Linked DNA regions of Triticum aestivum: region 1 is linked to region 2. The links are chromatin contacts, called in public Hi-C maps. All regions are on one chromosome and are shown on one strand. The core of a region is the stretch at or near the end of the contact, and the rest is flanking DNA. Distances in the headings are between cores, read along the strand shown. Region 1 holds the start of LOC123052448 (G-type lectin S-receptor-like serine/threonine-protein kinase B120). Region 2 has its middle 11 kb from the start of LOC123052446.

Region 1 (3,378 bases), core at 643-3,142, 100 kb after region 2:
TGTACCATGTTCCAAAAATTCCTGTCCGGGGCAGAGCTGTTTGAATTGATGGCCATTCCAGTACTCCACAGCTCTGTCGCTATTAGATAGTACATACAGTACTGCGTACACACAAAATCTACGAAAATTGTCCCTCTTTGGCCGTTCTCACCAACGATCAAACCCGCGTAGCCGCTGACACTATATTGGCGACAAGAACCGAGCTGATCTAGACAATTCAACTCAATGACCTGAATTAATTATTATTAGTTTTTACTAAAGCTGGCTTGAACTTCAAGAAGTTACCAGAAGAATCGGCTTTAAAAGTAAGAAGAGAATTGTTACTATTGCACTGTCAAAAGGTACTGCATTCTTTCGAATATGAATCCAACAATATAAATTTCGTGACATGTAACTTATATTTTATTTGTCAAATCTATTGTCAAAATTTAAAACAAACACAAAAGGAATCAATAAATCCGGACTGAGGGAGTAAGTTTTAGCTTACATTTTACTACCTCTGTATGGGTTTACTAGCCCCCCTTGTATTTTTTTGTCATATTTTGAAGATAACTTTAACTGATAAAAGTACCACAAATAATATTGATAGAAACTACATTCAATTACAAATTTAGCAATATAATTTTGATGACACAATATTTTGCTACTCAAATATGTGGTCAAATTTGACTAAAATACGATGGGAACTAATAAACTTAGACTAAGGTAGTAACGGCAAATTTGAGTTCATATCTCAAAAGGTAGTTGTTCTAACAGCAAGTACCCGCCACCCAACACATTTGGAAAGGTTACTGCACAAAGTATCCCTTCGCCAATTATAACACAAATTGTTTTTTTTTGTTTTACATTACAATCAAATTAATGAGGCGCCCACTTGAAGAAGCCTCTATAAAATACATTTCCACCGACGTGTGTCGCAACCACCCGCTTGCCTGAGTGGAGGTCCATCCCAAGAAGGTGCGGATGGCCACCAAGGACGGGCTATTTATGCGGCCCATGACCATGTAGACATGAATGTAGTCATCGGTGCATTGTTAACCAGAATTGGGAAAGACTGAAAACACCGCCGTTGTCGCTAGGCAGCCACACTCTCAGGTTCTAGCAGTAGCAGCCGCCCGGAGATCGCATGTCACTGCCGAAGGCTGACGGAGTGGCGACCTCCTCGGCGGTGCCATCATCGACCTATGCTATTGAGACTTCGCTCAGCTACCGGTTTCTAAGTAGGCAAGAAGGAAAAAGAGATGAATGGGAAGTAGGAGGCGGCGGGTTTAGGGTTTGTGTTGGAAGGCGGCCAGGGGGAGGTGTCTTCTCTCTCCACACTGTTTCCTTTATGGACAGAAAACATTTCCCCCCTTTTTTTAGTGCGTTCGCATTTGTTTGCGTGTAGCAATCCTATGAAGTTCAAGTGTTTAACAAACAATTAATCATCACCTACTCCACGTAAAATTTGTCCTAAGTAGAAAAAGCTGATTGACGATGATATGGCACTCTTTGGACACGCCCTTCGAAAAGCACTCCATTTTGCCATCATTAGTTAAGAGCTGCAACCTCCCGTAGCGGCTCCTCATCAGCGACGTGAATCACCTTGTCCTCGATCAAAGATACTAGTACCATATCAACGACTAACGAGTTTTGTTGCTGGTGCAGTCTTGTTGAGTCTCAAACAATGTGAACCGGGAGCTTCGCAGCCCCTTCCGTTGCATAACTCTAACCACTCTTTAGTGTACTCGCACTCGCACCACGCCTAATGAACCCTTTCAGTTATTAAAGCTGGTTAGCCTGCCTAATTAAATCCCATTCAAAACCATGCGGCCCAAATGCTTTCCCCACGCGGCTCTCGCGCTCTCGCTCTTGATATATAACCACGCGCCCGAGGAAGAAGCAACCTCTTTCGTAGCAGCACCTGTTTTATCCACCACGACCTCTTCTCCTCCGATCCCACAAGAGAGCCGAGCGAGGACTCGCTCGACCCCAGCCGCCATTGATGGCTCGTGCCACCTCCGCAGCGCTCGCGCTGCTCATCTTCCTCCTCTGCCGGCACGCCCACGCCGACGCGGGCACGACGCTGTCGCAAGGGCAGTCGCTGGCGGGCAACGAGAAGCTCCTGTCAGCCAACGGCGCCTTCTCGCTCTCCTTCTTCTCCCCGCGCGGCGGCGACGGCTCGCGGGTGTACCTGGGCGTCATGTTCGCCAGGGCCGCGGAGCCGACCGTGCCGTGGGTGGCCAACCGCGACGCGCCGGTGCGCGCCACGGCCCCGTCCTACTCCGCCACCGTCACGGACTCCGGGGACCTCCGGGTGCTGGAGGGGGAGCGCGTCGTGTGGCGGACCAACACGACCTCGTCGGCGGGGAACTTCACGCTGACGATCCAGGACACGGGGAACCTCGTGCTCGCCGGCGGCAGCGGCGCGCAGGCGGTGCAGCTGTGGCAGAGCTTCGACCACCCCGCGGACACCTTCCTCCCCGGGATGAACATCACGCTGGCCCGGCGCGGCGGCGCCGTCGTCAGGCAGACGCTGTTCCGGTCGTGGAGGAGCCCCGACGACCCGGCCCCCGGGAACTTCACGCTGGGGCAGGACCCGCTGGGCTCGGCGCAGCTCTTCATATGGCGCCGCGGCCAGGACGGCAAGGACGTGACGCACTGGAGGTCCGGGCAGTGGGCCAAGGGCAGCTTCGTGGGCATCCCGTATCGGCCGCTCAACCTCTACGGCTTCCAGCTCTCCGGCGACCCGTCCCAGAGCAACGGCCTGTTCTACACCTTCCAGCGCTTCAACTCCTCGCAGTACAGGTTCGTGCTCCAGCCCAACGGCACGGAGACGTGCTACCAGCTTGTGGACGCCACCGGCGCCTGGGAGGTCGTCTGGTCGCAGCCGACGATGCCGTGCCAGGCCTACAACACGTGCGGCCCGAACGCCGAGTGCTCCGCCGCCGACCACTGCACCTGCCTCAGAGGTTAGACGGCATTCCGATCATGTAGAAACTTGCCACATTACTCCCCATGGACGATCGCTCAACTCCGTTGGTGCAAACTCGCAGGTTTTGAGCCGAAATCCGAAGAGGAGTACAGCAACGGGGTGTGGACGCAGGGGTGCGTGAGGAGCAGCCAGCTGACCTGCAGCGAGAGGAACGTGAGCATGAGCGGCAGCGACGCGTTCGCCGTCCTCTCCGGCGTGAAGCTGCCGGACCTGGCGGCGTGGGAGTCGGCGGTCATCAGCGCGGACGCGTGCAGGCAGTGGTGCCTGGCCAACTGCACGTGCAACGCGTACAGCTATAGCGGCGGCACCGGGTGCCTGACCTGGGCCCACGAGTTGGTGGACGTCTACCAGTTCCCCAGCGGACAGTTCCCCAACGGACAAGGGTTTGACCTGCACATCAAGGT
Region 2 (3,308 bases), core at 246-2,745:
TTGGTTATTCGGAATTGGATCAACGCAACTTTGGTGGCAATGGTACCGTCATATTTTTTACATCGTCGACAGTGACGAGTAAAGTACGAGCAGTGCGGGCAGGCTCGTCCGACAATTGTCTCCGGGAATTCAGAGGGAAAAGGCATACGAGAGGGCAAAGGCAAACACCACATCCATAGCTTGGTCCTTGTTTGGTCCATGACAACGACGACCATAATGGAGATCATGGAGGAGAAAGAAAACGACGACGACGACAACCGCAAAGACAATAGTAACACGTTCTCTGTTGGCACAGTCAAAACCGCTTGTTTGTCCATAAAAAAACCGCTTGTTTGTCCATCAAGGGCATCATCAGCTTGACTCTCTACGAGAGATTAGCTCTCGTTGTTTATCTGGCCCGGTAGCTCCGGGTTTCGATGCAGAGTTGCTGAACAATTTTATTCTGATAGATATGGAGTTGTTGGTCATGGGTATAGACTTGAGAAGCCAGGAGGAGCTAGATTTCTATAGGGCGTGCCATATGATATCCATGGGTATGGATATAAACTGGCCACGAGCTGCTAAGTTTGGGGTTGTTTATGCAGTGAAGTCATTGGATATATATAGAACCCGTCCGCGTCCTTGTCCCCCGGATAGCCGGTGCATAGCGTGGGACTCCTGTAGATCATGTACAGCGACACAAAGCGTAGCTTGAAGAGAACGTCATATCCAGCGGTTGCCATCGAGTTTTGAGTCTGATCGTCTGCTCCGACCTCGTTCCCTGGAAGCTCACAGCTCGTTTTAAGCACTGATACAGCTTTGCTACTCTTGAAGAAAGTTGCTGCTCCATCGAACCAGTTTATACTCTCTCTTTTCTTTTCCTGCTGCACTGCAAAAGGCAAAGCCAGAATGATCTAAATATTATTCTACCGAGTGAATCACATTATTCGCCTTTCCAAGGCAGCAGGGGTGGGTGACGCTGATCATTCATTCCTCCGGTTCCTGAACTCTCGGTTTTTCTGTTGGTACAGCTAAAAATCCGTGTTGCGGGTCCAAGCAAGCAAGCAGTCGACACCGCTTTACGCTCGTGGGACATGTAGTACGACCCACCGACCTGGTCCACGTATCCGCGTGCTTTCCAGCGGCCGGTCGTCACGCCATGCGTGTGTTATTACGGGAAATTTGATGGCCTCACGTGCGCAGTTTTCTTGCATAGCAACAAGGTTATATCTTGTTGTCTAACCACTGTTGTATTTTCTCGGCCCAAGGTATCATCTACTATCATGTTGCCCCTGATTACTGAATACCAACTGTTGTAGTAACTCTCTTTATTCAAGAGTAGCGCCGAAGCGAAAAAGGCTTCTTCCTCAAGATAGCCACCCAAAGTTAAGCACCTCGTCCACCTGGATCACATCGCAGCACTTCATAGATGCGCTAGTGAAGGAACAAGTCACTCCACTACAACACAAAAAGAGGTTGTGGTGGTGGTGTGCCACTGGTGTCACCATCCCGGCTTGTCGTGTCACCTCTCCTTTTCTCCCTCAATGAACGCGCACGTACAAGTACAGCCAGATCTTGGGCCATGTCCAACACTATCCCTAAAACGGACACGACACGGTATTTGTCCGTGGACCAAGCGGTGCCGCGTTAGGACATCTCAGTTTGCATCCTGTTTGCAAGAATCCCGACAACCAAACTGGTCGGCAGACCAATGAAGTACCGTGTTAATGGCAAATTGCATCCAGACGGTTGCGGGCTTTTTGAGTGTCCACGTTGGAGATGCCCTTACACCACTTCTCGTCACCTTCATCGACATCACCACTTTATTGGCCAGCACACTCCTTGTCGCCATTGCCCACTGCCATAGTTAATTTCTAGTACTACTCGACTACTCGACATAGTAACTTGGTGTAGGCTCCAGGAAAGAAAAAACTTCTCATAGAGACAAACTAGGCCGTGCAAAAATGCTTAAAGAGGTGTTCGTGAAAACAAATCATTTTTCTTAAGCATTCGTGCCTATATGTAAAGCAGAGGGTTTTGGTGCGCATCTTTGCCAAACCTAACCCCTACCCCACGCAAACATATTCATTGCATAATGAGAGAAATATATTAGTGGAAGCTAACTATTTAGATATAGAAGATTAGTTGGTGAAGGAAGATTAAAGTCTACATGAATCGTACATCAAAGAAGAATGTCAAATGGGCATGAAAGGAACAAAAGACATATTGTTTCCTCTTTGTCAAAAGATAACTCTTTTTACATCCAGAAATTCGCAGGCACACGTAGGTGCAGGGGCACGAACCTGCTCATTCATTCTCAGCCATCTAATTGCTTTAAGATTCATAAACTTGATTAGTCTTATGCCTTTGATTACTGTAGTGCGGGGTCCATTCATGCATGCTTTTTGCAGCTTTTGTCAGAGTTGCATACATCATCCACCCCACCTCCCATGCCTTTTTTTTATTTTAATCTACTATATATTTTGAACCAAAAGTATAAATTAAGTTTCCTTTGCATATTTGTGTTCGTCGTGACGAGAACTTTTGAAGAAGACCAATCTTGAATATATTTCGACAATTTTTCTATTTAAAAATTCAAGTTTCAAATATTGGAACTTGATACTCATAACATTAAGTTTTACCAAGTTTCATATGCTTTTAGGGTTTTAGGGTTTTGGGCTTAGGGTTTACGGTTTAAGTTTAAGTTTTGAAACATGCTAAATATATCATCATTCTATCAAGTTTTAGTAGTTGAAACTTGCCCAACCGCCCTGATTTGCGTCGCAATCTGCAAAGTAGTTGGATTCCGTATGAGGGCACGTCAAGTTTTAAGTTTCAGTTTCTGAAACTTTCGATTTTGCTGTTCGCTAGTACCAAGTTTCAACAGTTCAAACTTAATGAATTTATCAAAACTCAACAAAACAAATTCAAAATGGATCTTATTTAAAAGCCCTCGTCACAAGAAACACAAAAATTCAAACGAAATATAAATTAAAATTTTGATCCAAAAGTTACAACAGATTCAAATTTAAAAGTCAAAAGAAATGTGGGATGGGTGGAGCTGCCAAAGCTACAACAAAGTTGCACACATGGACCCCATCTAAGATAATTAAGAGCTAAAGCACATGCAAAGACCAAACCAGTTTCTGAATCACGAAGCAGTCGACAGTCAGAAATCTGCGTGCCGTCACACATTGGTGCTACGAATCGTCTTCCTATACATCCTTGGAATTTGCCTTTTGCCGGGTTATCTTCAGTTAAGGGGACACCTATATCCAAACACCACATGAATATTTTAACCTTCTTTATTCTTCCGAATATACCCTTTA

Evidence for each region. A called contact is a pair of places that touch in the nucleus more often than the background predicts.
Region 1: a contact with region 2 is called in a Hi-C map of leaf, with 3 times the contacts expected there. The contact joins the promoter of LOC123052448 here to the enhancer-like site in region 2. A contact is called at or near these places in 2 of 5 Hi-C or Micro-C datasets (both in leaf).

Annotation. Positions count from the first base shown.
Region 1 is chr2D:183,241,314-183,244,691 of IWGSC CS RefSeq v2.1, forward strand. It overlaps LOC123052448 (G-type lectin S-receptor-like serine/threonine-protein kinase B120), which reads left to right and starts at 1,893. Exons shown (of 7, transcript XM_044475631.1): 1 at 1,893-2,951; 2 at 3,036-3,378. The coding sequence starts at 1,985.
Region 2 is chr2D:183,139,041-183,142,348 of IWGSC CS RefSeq v2.1, forward strand. No RefSeq gene overlaps it. Among protein-coding and RNA genes, the nearest start is that of LOC123052446, 11 kb to the left of the region's middle. Within about 2 kb of position 1,496, at least 2 of the 8 cell types and tissues checked have an H3K27ac peak or open chromatin away from gene starts, as enhancers often do. A contact at or near this core is called in leaf, where this site is marked.